2 separate regions of the Danio rerio genome follow, and region 2 is linked to region 1. The links are chromatin contacts, called in public HiChIP or PLAC-seq maps. All regions are on one chromosome and are shown on one strand. The core of a region is the stretch at or near the end of the contact, and the rest is flanking DNA. Distances in the headings are between cores, read along the strand shown. Region 1 holds the start of nptna (neuroplastin a). Region 2 holds the start of pim3 (Pim-3 proto-oncogene, serine/threonine kinase).

Region 1 (3,180 bases), core at 348-2,847:
GAATGGGGGTGTATGGATGTTTCCCAGAGATGGGTTGTGGCTGGAAGGGCATACGCTGCGTAAAAACATGCTGGATAAGTTGCCGGTTCATTCAGCTGTGGTGACCCCAGATTAATAAAGGGAATAAGCCGAAAAGAAAATGAATTAATGAAAATGTTAATTAAAAAGTAATATTGTCTAAATATATTGAATGATAGACTTGTTTAGTTTACCAAATAAGTAAATTTAGATGGATTTGCATTGTAAACATTACATTTTATTTTAAATATTGTTTTTTATTTCATATATTAGGTTTTTAGTTATGATACTTCCAAAATTATTTAGCATAAATCAGAAGATTTTTACAAAATTCTCCACAGAAATAGCAAAAAAATGTCCGCGGATTCTGTCTGGCTCTAGTTAGCAATAATATCAGATGTGTGTATAGTGGCCTAATAAAATGCATGCCATTTAAACGGCAGTAATGCAGTCGAAGATCAAGCGGTGAAATCGGACGCGCTCGTTTGTGTTACCGCTCATTAACTGAGCGCATCCGTGACGTCATAATGCACCGCGGTGCTCCTCCGTTAAGACTTTAACGGGTCCGCGCGCACGGGGAGGACATTAACGCCATGCACACCGCTGCTGCATCGGCTCTATAAATAGAAACATGCAGCAGAAAGGACTGCTGCTATTTACGGCGCTGCGGAGGAACGCTGTTCAAAGCGGGTTCTGCAATTGTAGCGTTGTTTCTCGTTTAAAGCGCGCAAGGATGCGTCAGTTTGCGTCGAAAGAAAAAGTGCGAATTCCTGTCAAATAATCAAGCACAGTTGCGAAACACACAATTTGCTTTCCGGTGTGATCAAGTAGGTCTGGGCTGGTGACAAGCAGCTGATGACCCATCTAAGCACATCCAAAGATTCCTCTCTAAAAAAAAAAATCCATAATCACAGCCACAAATAGACGCTCCCTGTGGGACAAGCCGCCAAATATTAAAATGTAACCTATTTGTGAGCATTTGAAGCAGGACGGCCGCTTCAGTGTGACAAATTGCAATTTCAAGGCGGAATTGCAATGCGCTTTGACATTTAAAGCAGCAAGGACATTTGTTAAATATTTAATTCACATAAATGTCACCTTTCGCAGTATGACTGCTCGTTTAGTTTTGGGCATTTCCAAAAGCAACGTTGAGAGCTGCTGAGTTTATCCTGTGCGGTTGGGGCAAATTACCTGCACGTGCCGCAAACATACCCTAATTAAAGAAGCCTCCGCAACCCCATTTAACCGTGAAACATTTTTGCTCTTAAAAACACCTTACCGTTTTGAGCGGAGCCCGAATGCAGCATCAAGACTCCGACTAATATCACCAATGGATTCCCGGCGAAAGACATTTTTCTAGGTCGTCCGTGGACCCGGAATATGTGTGTGAGGGATGCGGAGGAGAGGGAGAAGAGAAGAGGTGCTGCCGAGGAGGATGGGAGTGGAGCGGAAGCTGCTACAATGACGAGCGACCCTGGATGGAGCTCGAATCGGGTCACGCAAAAAAGCCCGTCGCCTAGCAATAGCGAACACGGTAAGTGGATGCCGCCGCTACGCTTACATCCGGTTTAAAACGAGGCTTGTAAAGACTGTGGCGCTGTACTCTTAATCCCGCGATAGCACACACACACACGCGCACTCCTGCCTACATGCCGGAAAGGTGGACGCAATCCTCAGGTGAATTTGAAATACGTGTAGGAGTTTCGTGGAGAAAATGGACTCGTTTGCTTAAATATCCTACTAAGTTATATTAAATAGAAGCTTGTCGCAAGAAAACAAGATTCGTGACTAATTGTTACAGTTTTTTTTTCAGACTGCGAAGCTGGCCCGTCAATTGTTATTCACGGACACAAAACAAGCACATAAATTTACATTATTGTCGTAAACTAAAGCTAAACATTAACTAGCCTAAATAGCATCACATGTAAGGGTAATTCTTCAACTACGGGCACTTTTATGTCCTTTGATCATATATCCAAAAATATATATAATTTTGTTCAAATTCCTCTTTCTTTGTCAAACTAACAATAAAATCTACTTTTAAAAAATTACTACCTTTCTAATATGTTTTTTTTTTCATGTTATTCAACCTCCTTTCAGGTGTCAAAATCACTGTTTTAAACTTCAACAATGCAAATAAAATCTATGAAAATGAGTAGATCTGAGCACATCTACAAGATCTTCAAAAATATTATCAACAACACTTGAAGAAAAATCAAGGTAAATATTGCTTTATAAGAAAATACACTTATTCTGCATTTACGAATTTACGAACATGTTGTACCTTCAAAGATTTTTTTTAAACCAAACAAAATTAAGGTAAATAAGAGTGTTTTGTAGACATAAAAGGCTAGTATCAATTCAAAGCTAATCGGTGAAGCTATTTTTCATTTTTTCATAATAAACTGTTGAAATGTCATTTCCATCACACATTTTTAGAAAATAATAAAAAGTTCTCATCACACATTAAAAGTGTATTCACAATGTACAAGTTCAGGCTAATATACAAATTCAGTTTATTTATTTTCTAATAAGCTCTCAACGAAATTTATATTAAATTTTAGAGTATGACAGGTGTACAATTCAGCATACAACTAATTAATTTCATTGTCGAATGTATAATTATTATTACATATATTGGGGAAAGATAGGTTAAACTAGATACAAAAATGATCTTGGACAATGTTTGACTGCCATAATTCATTTCATTTTGAAATAAAAGCTGTATATCGAGATGTGGTGGAATTGACATTTGTTCAGTTCACGATGGAAAAAATGTTTCTTTTCTTATCTAAGTTTGTTCTCTTACTGATCTTAAAACTAGACAAATTGTTTACACTTATGAGGCTATGTTACATTACTTTAAAATGTTTTTTTTTACTCAACTACACAAGGCTAAAAGTGCTCATAGTGTAAGAATGGCCTGTTAATACTCAAATGCAACAGAGTAATTAAAATAAATGAGATAGCTTGTGAAAGAAGTACTAGAATTCTTATTTTAAGTAAGTTACATTTTAATTCATATACTTTCAACTCATAAGAACACATTTATATATATATATATATATATATATATATATATATATATATATATATATATATATATATATATATATATATATATATATATATATATAATTTAGTCACCAAAATATGTTAAAG
Region 2 (3,180 bases), core at 350-2,849, 310 kb after region 1:
CTGTATGTATGTATGTATGTATGTATGTATGTATATATGTATGTAAGATATATATATATATATATATATATATATATATATATATATATATATATATATATATATATATATATATATATGTTATATGTTATATATATATCATATATATATGTATATATTATATTTCACTTAATTAATAAATAATATTAAATATTAGATATTTATCATAACATAAGAATTTTTATAAATATATATATATATATATATATATATATATATATATATATATATATATATATATATATATATATATATATATATATATATATATATATATATATGAGCAATATCACACTCGTAGCAGTGCGATATGGCTGTATATCGGCACTGGTGGGAGGCGTACGTGTACCCACCAATGGCGATATACAGCCATATCGCACTGCTATGATTGTGTTATTGCGTTTATACAACAGTTTGACGGCATAATTGTGTATATAAAAAAAAAAATCAAACATGGAGAGTCTCAAAACCCCTTTTGTATGAGGAACTACTTTCTTCCGCCTTTGGATTCAAATCATGGGCTGACAGTTAAACAGCTGTTAAAACAGTTAAAAGCATCTTTTAAACTTTAGATCTGTAGTGTATGCTTTTTGCTGGCTGTATGTGTGTGGAGTAATACACAAACTGTAAAGAGGCTGTAGGAGTTCTGATATTGCAGAATATCGCACGGCTTTCAGCCAATCAGATTTGAGAACCAGACAGAACTGTTGTGTATGTGTGTGTGTGTGTGTGTGTATGTATATATATATATATATATATATATATATATATATATATATATATATATATATATATATATATATATGTGTGTGTGTGTGTGTGTGTGTGTGTGTGTGTGTGTGTGTGTATGTATGTGTGATGTATCTATTATATTTCACTTAATGAAATAATATTAAATATTAGATATTTATCATTACATAAGAAATAAATCTTTATAATGTTTTATTATTATATAGAGAATGCATTAATAACTATACATTAATATTACACTAAACATTTTACACCAATGGCATAATATGGGAAAGTACAATAATAAAATAAATAATAAATATAATTACACTAAAATAACAAAAGCAGTTCAATTAAAATAAAATACCTTTACAATAATTATTCATTTAAATTATAAAATGATTCAAAAAGGCTTTACACAGGAAACGTGTAATATTTCAAATATTTGTTATAATATTTTTTTTAAAATATAAATTCAATTATGCTTAGTTATTAAATAAAGTGTTATTGTTATCCTTATTACAATTATACAAGCCCAACCCGGCAATATTACTCTAATTAGTCACCGTACAATTATATAAACTGTGCAACGTGGTTGGTCTTGTTATATAGCCAAAGTGCAAAGCTCTCAGACGAGATATCCATGGGCGTCTCGCACTATTCTCCAAACGCACTATTTATCATTGCTGACCGTTGCTGATACATTTACGGTATCTTCCCATATTTTACCCATCTGTGTTTTATTTCTCATATAACCATTAATTTATTTTTAATAAATGCATTTGTTTGTGATTTGATTGTAGTGAGGCTTTCCGTCGCGGAGGGATTTGTGCAAAGCTTCCAGCGCCCAAACACGAGAATTAAGAGTTAATACGGTCTCCGCGCTCTCTCACACACAGACACATGAACCGAGCGCACCGACCGGGCTCAAAAGCGCAAACGTGTGCAGTTCTCTCTCACTATGGGTGCGCGGGGACATTTGTGAATAATTACTGGAGTTTGACACCTTTGTAAACGAGGATTCGGAATCCGTTTGCGATCATCCGTGGGATTTTCGGACGGAGTCCCACTCCTGAATACATTTTTTGAAGGGAATTCTGTCTTCTCGTTGAAGGACGGGGTGCCGGTGTTTTCCGGTGCGAAGCAGTTACGCATCTTTAAGGACTCGGATTTTTTTTGGAGAAGACAACAGAAGATGTTACTCTCCAAGTTTGGATCCTTTTCCCATATTTGTAACACGACCAACATCGACCACTTACCGGTGAAAATTCAACTCCAAGCAGGTAGATATCGTTTTTTAGATTCATCGCGCTAGTTATTTGCCTTTTCTCACATAACATCTTATTTTAAATTCAATGTTTACTACTAATATTCTATAAGCGACAAATTTAGCCTCTTTAATCGGCACGCGCCTGTCTGTGACCTGAGCGTGGAGCCATTTTGTTGCCAACCGCGCGTTATACACACTCGGATTTATGTCACGTTATTACATTAACACTGTTTATTCCCCTTCTTCATTCCACAGCCAAGACCGAAAGGGAGCCATTTGAGAAGGTTTACCATGTGGGTTCGGTGCTGGGAAGCGGTGGGTTTGGTACAGTGTACGCCGGTACTCGTATCTCAGACGCGTTGCCGGTAAGCGCTCGCTTTGTTTTGGTGGCAGCACATGGCCGCGTTTGGCGCCACGATCACATATTCATATGCGCGTTTTTCTCTTTTTGTCTGTAGGTTGCAATAAAACACGTCGCCAAGGAGAGAGTGACCGAATGGGGTACTATTGTAAGTAAACTATCATACTCTTTATTAATATTAACAGTATAAACGATTTATTTCTAACCAGTGCGGTTTTATTTGTATTCCAGAACGGGTCGCTGATTCCACTCGAGATTGTTTTGTTGAAGAAAGTGGGAAGCACGTTTCAGGGGGTCATTAAACTCATAGATTGGTATGAGAGACCCGACGGATGGTTGATTATAATGGAGCGGCCGGAGATGGTGAAGGATTTATTCGACTACATCACGGAGAAAGGCGCGCTGGATGAAGACACCGCCCGGGGCTTCTTCAGACAGGTTTTGGAGGCGGTTCGCCACTGCTACAGCTGCGGGGTGGTTCACCGAGATATCAAAGACGAAAACCTCCTGGTGGATTTACGCACGGGGGACCTGAAGCTCATTGACTTCGGCTCCGGGGCCATCCTGAAGGACACCGTGTACACAGACTTTGATGGTGCGTCCTTCACTTTTACCCATCCTGCTTTGCTACGGCTTAACGTTGCGTGTGCACCTGCCGCGCTGAGCTTAATGTTTTGGAAAAACTGTCAATTCATGGTTTAAGTAATTTTACTTACAATTTTGATTTTTAAGTGCATCAAACATTAAAAACAGCATCGGTGGTTTAATCTGTTACGAAGAA

What was found. HiChIP or PLAC-seq counts read pairs in DNA pulled down with a chosen protein or histone mark.
Region 2: an H3K4me3 HiChIP or PLAC-seq map of gastrula embryo shows a contact between it and region 1, with 2.8 times the contacts expected there. The contact joins the promoter of pim3 here to the promoter of nptna in region 1. A contact is called at or near these places in 2 of 4 datasets of contacts at active chromatin or transcription factors (embryo and gastrula embryo).

Annotation. Positions count from the first base shown.
Region 1 is chr25:31,741,378-31,744,557 of GRCz12tu, forward strand. nptna (neuroplastin a) reads right to left here and starts at 1,598. Exons shown (of 8, transcript NM_001160156.2): 1 at 1,298-1,598. The coding sequence starts at 1,370.
Region 2 is chr25:32,050,092-32,053,271 of GRCz12tu, forward strand. pim3 (Pim-3 proto-oncogene, serine/threonine kinase) reads left to right here and starts at 1,600. Exons shown (of 6, transcript NM_001034978.2): 1 at 1,600-2,051; 2 at 2,294-2,403; 3 at 2,497-2,547; 4 at 2,631-2,994. The coding sequence starts at 1,964.